Linked DNA regions of Mus musculus: region 1 is linked to region 2. Evidence: chromatin contacts called from public HiChIP or PLAC-seq data. All regions are on one chromosome and are shown on one strand. Each heading gives the region's core, a stretch centred on a gene start, on an enhancer-like site or on the middle of the called end of the contact. The rest is flanking DNA. Distances are from core to core; before and after follow the strand shown.

Region 1 (4,884 bases), core at 2,175-4,674, 51 kb before region 2:
ACTCACAACCATCTATAATAAGATCTGATGCCCTCTTCTGGTGTGTCTGAAGACAGCCACAGTCTACTTATAGATTTTGTTTTTAGTTTTAATTATGAATATGTAAGGCAGTATTTGTGCGTGAGTGTAGAGCCTTTAGAGGCCAGAAGAGGGCGACAGATTCCCTGGAGCCTGAGTTACAGAGCAAGAGCAGTGCCTGCCCTTAATGGATTGCTGAGCATCTCCCCCGCCCAAGCCATTTCTTGGATTCATGAACATCTTCGGGTCGAAAGAGGAGGAGCAGGCATGTTCACAAGCTTACCTGAGGAGTTGGTGGCGCTGAGTGTGGTGGAGGACTTGGCGTGACTTGGGCTGCCCTCTGTACTTTGAAGGGTGCATAGTTCAAGATGCCTGCTTCTTTGAAGCAAGTTAAGTCATTGGTAGGTATTCTGGCCATGTTGATAGAGGTCTGAAGTTCAAAATGAGGGAGGAGACAAATTCCTGTGTGTCTCCATCCCTTTCTCACTTTGATGTGAGATAAGCAATGAAGAGCTTCCCTGAAGCCTCACTGTGTGCAAGGGAAAGAGAGCAAGCAAGAGGAATAACTGGTCACTTTCTGCAGCTTAGGAGGCCAGAGTCAAAGCTGGGGCCCTCTCAAGCATTGGGACAACAGATCTCTTGGGTAAAGAGTTCTGATCTAAGCCTCGAGTGATGACGGTGGTAGGTAGTGATCTCCATCACTGCAGGATCAATGCCTTTGGAGGAGGGGGTGTTAGTTGGAGATGCTGAGGGAAAACCTGAGTGGAAGATGGGCAAGCAGACTCTAAGGACTAAGGACTCCTCTACCTTGCTTTACAACAGAAAACCGTCGTTAAGTATTTGCTTGGCTCAGCAGTTGAAGGTGTCTGCCGCCTACCTCAAAGACCAAGGGGTACTTCAGGCAGGGCTCTACTGCAATCTGTGGCTGTAGAGGTGTCTGCCTCGATGCCCAGTGACACCCAAAGAGTCTTCCTATTGATTCATTATGCTTTTTTTTATGAGTTGATTTTTTTAAAGAAATATTATTTATCTAATGTATATGAGTACCCTGTAGCTGTCTTCAGACACACCAGATGAGGGCATCAGATCCCATTACAGATGGTTGTGAGCCACCATGTGGTTGCTGGGAATTGAACTCGGGACCTCTGGAAGAGCAGCCAGTGTTCCTGACCCGGTACTGCTTTTCTTGAAAGGAATCTCATCTATATCACAGAGGACCTGAAAAGAATGGCAACATTTTCCTTTTTCTAAATGATTGGGTTTTAGCATTTGTTTATGTATTGTTGTGTGTACACGCATGCCGTTGGGGGTTGGGGAGGGGGGTGCTTGTAGGCCAGAGGACAACTTTGTAAGTCTGTTCTCTCCTATCTTTGTGTGATTCCTGGTGTTGATCGCAAGTTCTCAGGCTTGGGCTCCCAGTGTGTTTGTTTATCTATGAGCCACTTCAACATTATTTTTGATTCTTCATTGTAATCCAAGATGGCTGAAACAGCTGGCGGCCATCATCCTACCTCAGTCTCATAGGCACTGAGATGGCAGAGATTTGCCTCCATGGCCAGGTCAACATGTCTTTCTTGTTATGTTCTCTTGAGAGGAGGTTACAGGGTATGGGGGCTAAGCCATAGAGTATGTAAAGTGTGCTGTCATTTTTGTTTTGTTTTGTTTTAGATCTCTCTTATGTGTTTGGATGTTTTGTCTGCAAATATGCATGTGTACTATGTGTGTCCTGACGAAGTCAGAAGAGGGCTTCAGATCCCCTGGAATTAGAGTTATTGATGGTTGTTAGTCATCATGTGGGTGCTTGGAATTGAACCTGGGTCCTCTGCAAGAGCATTCAGTATTCTTAGCCACTGAGCCATCTCCCCTATATGGCGTAATATAATGTGATATAGATATAGATAGTATAGATATATATTGATATATATTGATAGATAGAGATATATATATTGATATTGTCAGTCAGTTGTCCCCACTTCATGGTATCAAAAAAGGAGGTAGAGGTGACAGGCTCGTCAGGATCCAAGTTTAGTTCCCAGCACCCCTATGAGATAGCTCAGTCACCTGTAACTCCAGCTCCCGAGGATCTGATGCCCTCTTCTGAGCTCCACGGGCATCTGCACTCATACATGTGCAAACCCACACACAAGCACACAGACACATATGTAAGAAAAAAATGTTTAACACATTAAAAAAAAATAAAAGCAAGTTTTAGGGGCTGGAGAGGGCTTGGTTAAGAGCGCTTGTTGCTTTTGCAGGGGATCTGGGTTTGGTTGCCAGCACCGACCTGCATAGGGTTTTACAGCCAGGGGATCCAGCACCCTCTTCTGTCCTTTGAAGGCACCAAACATACGCATGGTGCCCACATATACATACAGGCAAAACACTCATACTCATAAAATAAAAATAAATCTTTTTTTTTTTTCGTTTTTCGAGAGGGTTTCTCTGTATAGCCCTGGCTGTCCTGGAGCTCACTTTGTAGACCAGGCTGGCCTCGAACTCAGAAATCCGCCTGCCTCTGCCTCCCGAGTGCTGGGATTAAAGGTGTGTGCCACCATGCCCGGCAAAATAAATCTTAAAAAATCCTTTTAAAAAGCTTTTCGGGGACTGGAGAGATGGTTCAGTGGTTAAGAGCATTGACTGCTCTTCTGAAGGTTCTGAGTTCAAATCCCAACAACCACATGGTGGCACAACCATCTGTAATAAGATCTGACACCGTCTTCTGGTGTGTCTGAAGACACCTACCATGTACTTATATATAATAGTAAATAAATCTAAAAAAAAAAGAATTTAAAAAAAAGTTTTTCAAATTAGTTCCCTTTACCTTATTCCGCACTGTCTGCCGTCTCCACCACTGTCCCCAGGGGAGCCCTAGGATAGGAGCTGAGCCAGAACTATCACCTTTGTGTGGGCTCCTGTCTCAATACGTTGAACGGGAACTGGGGTTGATCAGCAGAAAAGCGTTTGCCCAGGACTGCCAAGACACAAACTCAGTCCTCAGCAGGAGAACCAAACACTTATGTGAGGTCCAAAGTGGCCGAGGCATCCATGACTCTCTTCCCCTCTCCCTGTCTCCTGCTGTGCCCCCTACTTTCATCCCCTGTTGTCATCTGTTTCTGTGTTTCTCTCTGCTTCCTCTCCCTCCCACTTCTTGCTTTAATAGACACATGGTGGCAGCTTTGCAACCTGTCCAAACCCTTTTTGCTTGCTCTGGACACCTGCCAGCCCCAGCTCTGCCCTAGGGCCCAGCGTTATATCACCACAAAGTCAGCTTTGAGCCTTGAGCAGGCCCTTCCCAGGTGTCAGGATGAAGAGATTAACGGGGTGACACTGTAGCTGCCAACTGGTCACAGATAAGATAAGAGTGGAGATCAGCACAATAAATAGGTCCCAACCTCACTGTCAGCCCGGCCCACACTTGACTGCAGTCACATAGCTCACAAGCAGCATGGCTATGCATCTGTGGCTGGTCACCCTGACCTTGGTTCCCCTCCTTGGCATGGACAGGGGTGAGTGGGCAGAACTTGGTCTCTCTGAAGCTTGATCTTAGGGGGTGAGCTTGGGTGTGGGGGCAGAGGCAAGGCCAGGAGCTTCCTGTGAGGCCTGGCCTTTCTGCATAGCTCTTCTGTCTGTATTCATCCTACCATAGTAGGCAAAACACTGGGAGAAAAGGGATGGGTTCAGTCCTGACTCTGGACCAGAACCTGCCAAGTTCTCATCCCTTGAGTCTGTAAAGTAGGATGCCATTTCAGTTTGAAGATGTCTTGAGCAATTATGGACTGGAGGCTGAGAAGATAGAAGGAACAGTCAGGCCCCAGGTTGACTGTGGGGTGGTGAGTGCTAAGAGAGACTTGTTCCAGGCCCTCAGGGCCCTGTTCTGTTTTGACAAGGTGCAGTAGGGGACCCAAGACAACCACTTAAGCATATAGTGGGGGCCTTGGGTGGTTAGACATATACCAGAGGTGGACTTCCTCAAGGCCAGGAGCATCTCAGCAGTCTCGAAACTGCTGTCAGATACTTTTCTTGTCCTTTAACATAGAAAGGAGCAGAACAAGAAAAGCACCGTCCCTACAGATCTTAAACTTGGTGTGTGGGTGGGTGATAGACAATGAATAGTGTACAAGAATATGGCAAAGGCTAAGAAAAGCATGGAGCTGTGTGATGTGGGTTGGGAGGGAACTGCAGTGTTAAATCAGGGAGGGGGTGTCTCTTAGATGCAGGTTTGGGGAGAGCTTGAAGAAGGTGAGGGGGTGAAGGTATTTTGGACAAGAATGTTCTGGTGGAGGAACCAGCCAATACAAGGGCCCTGAGGTAGAAGCATGTTAGAGTGTTTGAGGTGCTGTGTGGCTGTAGGGGGGTGAAGGGCATGGTACAGAGAAAGAAGACAGGAGAGGAGGGGAGGGGGATGGAAGGAATGGAAAGGTGAGGTGGGGAGAGGCAGCTGAGAGCTATGTTAGACAAAGTCTTGGGAGCCAATGTGAGAACCTTTTCCTCAGAGTGAAGTGGGAGCCAGTGTCAGGCTTGGAGTGGAGTTAAACCTTTAAAGAATGTTCTAGCTTGTATGGTGAGGACAAACAGAACAGGGAAGCAGAGAAGCCCATTGGGATGAAGTAGGCAAGAGTCACATTATAAAGCAGTGTGCAGCAGGACCGTAGGGCCATTGACTCCATGCCCCACACTGCACTGCACCTCGTGCTGGTCACATCTGGGAGCTGGGTGATTAGGAAGGAGCCTGCAGTCTCTGGTCAGACACAGGCTGCCTTCCCCCATGCCTGTTCCCCATTTCCCAAGCACCTCCTCCTCCAGTGGGAATGTTAAGCAGCCTGCCTTGAAGGTCCTTGTACACATTTCAGATTCCAGCCTTGGTTG
Region 2 (4,701 bases), core at 1,043-3,542:
TTCCAAGCCCAGTTTCCTTCTCAGTTTCTAGTGGCCTAGGTATATCTCATGTAATCTTTGGAATGAAAGACCTGCTGTTTACACGCATAATTTCACTTCTTGGATTTATTTATCATCTTTCTGGTGTATATATATATATACGTGTGTGTGTGTGTGTGTGTGTGTGTGTGTGTGTGTGTGTGTTTGTGTGAGAGAGACTTAAAAATCACTAACAGCTCCGTAAAATCAAATTGCCTGTAATTCAAGCTCCAGGGGACCCAGTGCCCTCTTTTGGCCTCCAAGAACCCCTGGACACACATGTACATACATACACTCAGACAATCATGTTCAACATACACACACACAGAGAAATATTTTTTTTAAAAGTCCATAGCAAGAAAAACACAGCAACTCAACAGAAAAGAATAGACAACAGATATAAAATGAGAAGTCTAAAAGAAGAAATCCATAAGGCTATTAAGTAATGTTCAACCAGAAGGCTGACAAGGAGTCAGCAGGTAATAGCCCTTCCTGCTAGGCTGTTGACCTGAGTCAGATCCCTCAGACCCATAGGTAAAAGGAGAGAACCAACTTTCCCAAGTTGTGTGATGACCATGGAGGTGTCTGCTGCTGAGAACTAAGCCAGGGCTCTGTTCCATCAGGAACTTCTGGTCAGAGATAATGATCATTTGGGTTTTTAGGCTGGTTAACTTTGGCGTTAATGATAAATTGCTATCTTCATTTGACTTTGTTAAACATTATACATTGGCCTTTGCTGTGCTCCGAGGTTCTGGAGTACGATGTCATTTGAAAATAAGTAGTGTGTAGCCTACTAAATTCCAAAGATGCCAATTGACTCTGCAACTTGCCCACAAACGTCTGTTCTCTCCCCTCCACTCCCTCCTCTTGTCTCTCTCATCATCATCATCTCACTACTGCAGGTAGTACAAATACAACGGTTTCGTGTCTCACCTTTCTGAGGCCGATTTTCAAATATAATTCCTGAAGGATTCCTAAATGTGCTCGGTTAGGGGCAGGCTAAGCCACCCAGTCGAAGGCTTCTTAGTCTGTAGATATTAGAAAGAAGTGCAGAAGCCCTGTAACCAAAATGGTCACATCGTGGAGAATGTTTGAGACAGTGTTGTACTGTTGCTCTGGCTAGCCTGGAACTCACTATGTAGATCAGACTAGCCTCAGACTCACAGAGAACTACTGTCTCTGCTGCCAGAGTGCTGGAATTAAAGTCTAAGTCACCACACCTCACCTTGGAAGATTATATTTTACTATAAAAGAGGCTGAGACAGAGAAGATCCTACTGCAAGGCCCGTGCCAAGGTACAACCTTGAGAAATTACGTCATGCAAACAAGACCTGAAGTAAAAGTGGTTTATTGGGAGAAGAGGAGTGAGGGCCTAGGAAAGGAATAGAGGCAGACAAGTAGGCATGGAGCCAGTCAGACAGACAGGAGCAAAGCCATGGGGCAGAGAGAAGGGGACCGGACGCTGACAATAGACAGCTGCTGGGTGGCGGGGGGGGGGAGGGGGGGGACGCTTGGGGGCGTCTCTTTAGACGCAGCACACACCTATCACACACGGTGGAGGCAGGTCTAAGTGGTTGCTAGGGTCCTGGGGGCAGGCCAGCAGAATGCCTGAATACCAACAGGGGCTACATCAGGACACCCTTTCCCCACTCTCCCCCCCCCTCCAAAAAAAAAAAAAACACAGTAACTTCAAACTGTCTACCTCAGTTGGTGTTCATTTGTATTTGTTACTTGCCTACCGGTTTGTGGCTCATTTGCTATTAGTCCTTTAGATACTGTGTTTCGTTTTACACAGACAGGGATAGGTAGCCCAGGACCTGGAACTCACTACATCCCACTCCCATCCCACCCCCGATCCAGCCTCCCAGGTCCTGAAGTCGTGGGCTACCTAACCCTTGGCAGGTAACCTTTTATTGTTTTGCAGTCTTTTCCTCCACAATGCCCTTTGATTACTACAGCGCCCCCCCCCCCCTCGTCGCCTGCGTGAGCCGCTCCAGGCCGCCTCTTAGCTGAAGGTCATTTGAAGCCGGGCGGATGGCAGGACTTGACAAAAAGGCGTAGCAGCTGGAGAACCCAGCAGCTCTCGAAAAGCAATTACGCAAGTTGGGGGCAGTAGATCCTGCGGTCCGGGTGGGTCTCCTCCAGCCACTCGTGTCCCCCCCGCAAACCCCGCTTGCACCCGGGCCGGCGCATTTGTCTGACGTCCCAAATGCGCCATTTCACTGTGTGCTCAGGTAGCACCACCCCCTTGGCTGTCCCCGGGCGCGTAGGAGCGACTAGTCTCTCGGCGCCGGAAATCCGGGACACGTGACCAGGTGACAGCCTTCGCTCGGTGGCGGGGCTCGCTTGAGGTGCTGCGGCACGGGATGGCGGAGGCGCCTCCGGTCTCAGGTACTGTCCCGTTTCCCGCGCGGGACCCCTAGGGTCTAGCAGTCTAGTCCGAAGGGTGCGGGCCATTGCGGTGGCAAGTGGGGTGCGTGCTGCGCGGGGACAGTGGCTCGCGAGGGCCAAGCCACGCGCGCTGCACGTACGGAACCCTCCTCCATCTTCCACGGGATGGGGAGGCTCGGCCCCTGGGTTTCCGAGGAGAGCGGGCGGGTCCCGGCGCCAAGGGAGCGGACGTGGGCCTCTGGCGCCCCCCGCGGGGCTCCTTCCGGCCTTCCCGAGGCCGCGCGGAGCAGAGTCCGGCGGGCGGGCGGGCGGGCGGACGGCCGGCCGGCCGGGCGTAGGCGACTCTCCGTAGCGGGCCCTGGAGGCCAGCGAGTTTGCGCGCTGTGCTAGGGGTGTGTTCTTTACCTCTCGGAGTGGCGGGTTCCGCGCGCGCGGGCCAGCCAGCCAGCGGGCCCAGTCCTGAGGGGGTGTGAAATCCCATATTGAGGTGCGTGACGTGATCCAGTCTCAGTTACCTCATCTGTCAGCCTGGAGTAGTAAGCTAATTCCCAGACCCTCCCTGTTCTCTCCCTGATTGTTGGCTCACTCTCCCTCCTGGAGCTACCCCTGTGGTAGAGACAGCCTCATTTGACTGTTCGTATAAGCTATTTCCATTTTCTTCAAGGTGTATTGGTCAATCCGGGCTTTCAAATTTTGTGGACAGCAAAAAAAAAAAAAAAAAAAAAAAAAAAAAAAAGGAACGTTTTGCATGGGGTATTAGTACACATTTACCTAAATGTAAATGTGAACCGAGAAGCTGGGGCGCTAGTTCAAGTGTTTAAGAACAGTAGCTCCTCAACAGAGCAGTCACGTTCGCTTGCACAACCACCTGGAAAGCTGTGCGATCTGACGCCCTCTTCTGGCCACGGAGGGCATCAGCAAACACGTGGCATATATCCCGTCCCTGTCCCCCCAAAGCACCCTTGCTAAAACAGGAACACAAGATTAAAAGAAAAGTTTTTTTGTTTTTAAAGTAAACCAAATGTTTCAGTGCTATCAGACATGGTAGCGCACATCTTTAATCCCAGCCCTCGGGAGGGCGAAACAGGAGGATCTTTCGAGTTGGAGTCCAGCCTGGTTTACATAGTTGCAGACCATCCAGGGTTACATAGTGAGATCCTGTCTGGGAAGATGGGGTTGGAGGCCGAGAAGCAGAGGTTTCTTTTACTCTCAACAACATACTCTTAACATTACTATTAAGAAGAAGACCACGATGACGACTTGTCACAACCCACTGTGTAGATTTGACATAATGGCCTGCTCTTCCTGAAAATCACAGCAATGTCCAACATTGGCTTGAATTACAATTGCACTTCTGACAGATTGATGGGCCACTATTAGGATGTGCCTGTACAGGTCATGTTCTTTTCCCTGTCTCAGTTTAAAGAGTGCAAGAACACATTGCATTGGTGTGCCCCAGTCTTGACTTGAATGTAAAAATCTTCTTGGAGAGTGGAGAACTTAGGCAGATACGTTGTCACTCCCCTCCAGGCCTTCACTGGCCCTCTAAACCGAATCTGTTCGTTTTCTCCTCCTCGCCCTGACTTATTTCCACACCCTTGGACATTTGAAGCAGAGCTGAGTGAGGGCTAGCTGTGACTCGGAGTTTTAGCCTCTGGGACTGCGCTCTAGGTTACCACCGACACGCCCCAAAGCATGTGCTGAGTCCCTGTGTTCAAGAAATCCCTGCCTCCTTGGTCTATAGTCTTTGTTCTTACTTTAACATCATTTCTAGCTCATCCACTTCCAAAAGTGGTTCTCAACCTTCCTAATGCTGCAGCCCTTTAATACAGTTCCTCAGGTTGTGGTGACCCCAACCATAAAATTGTTTTGTTGTTGCCTCATAACTAGTTTTGCTGCTGTTATGAATCATAATGTAAATATCTGTATTTTCCAGTGGTCTTATGTGACCCCTGTGAAAGGGTTGTTCTATGCTCCCAAAGACCTCACAACCCACAGGCTGTGATCCATTGCCCTAAGTAAGGTCTTTAAACTGATCCAGGATGAAAATTTCCCCCTTATTTTCAGGCTTTCTAGCGCCAACTGGTTGGATTACTCTCTCATTGCTGTGTTTTGTTGGGTATCTGGTACCCCTTACTTGTATTATAATGATACCTTGGCTAGAGGACATCTCACTAATGGAGGAACTACTACTTAAAATACTGAAATGTGTCTCACTTAGGCCATGGGACAGCTTCCTGATTTATGTGTCCCTTTCCTCAAATCTCTTTTAAAGATTTATTTATATTTAAG

What was found. HiChIP or PLAC-seq counts read pairs in DNA pulled down with a chosen protein or histone mark.
Region 1: a contact with region 2 is called in an H3K4me3 HiChIP or PLAC-seq map of intestinal villus epithelium, with 16 read pairs. The contact joins the promoter of Spink4 here to the promoter of Nfx1 in region 2. A contact is called at or near these places in 1 of 484 Hi-C or Micro-C datasets (morula), 9 of 115 datasets of contacts at active chromatin or transcription factors (the 230-238 cell line, the SCID.adh cell line, embryonic stem cells and 3 more) and 2 of 9 other capture datasets (adipose tissue and liver).

The regions. Positions count from the first base shown.
Region 1 is chr4:40,916,632-40,921,515 of GRCm38.p6, forward strand. Spink4 (serine peptidase inhibitor, Kazal type 4) reads left to right here and starts at 3,425. Exons shown (of 4, transcript NM_011463.2): 1 at 3,425-3,524. The coding sequence starts at 3,464.
Region 2 is chr4:40,968,651-40,973,351 of GRCm38.p6, forward strand. Nfx1 (nuclear transcription factor, X-box binding 1) reads left to right here and starts at 2,293. Exons shown (of 24, transcript NM_023739.3): 1 at 2,293-2,409. The coding sequence starts at 2,385. Gm52692 (a long non-coding RNA gene) reads right to left here and starts at 1,509. Exons shown (of 2, transcript XR_003955193.1): 1 at 952-1,509.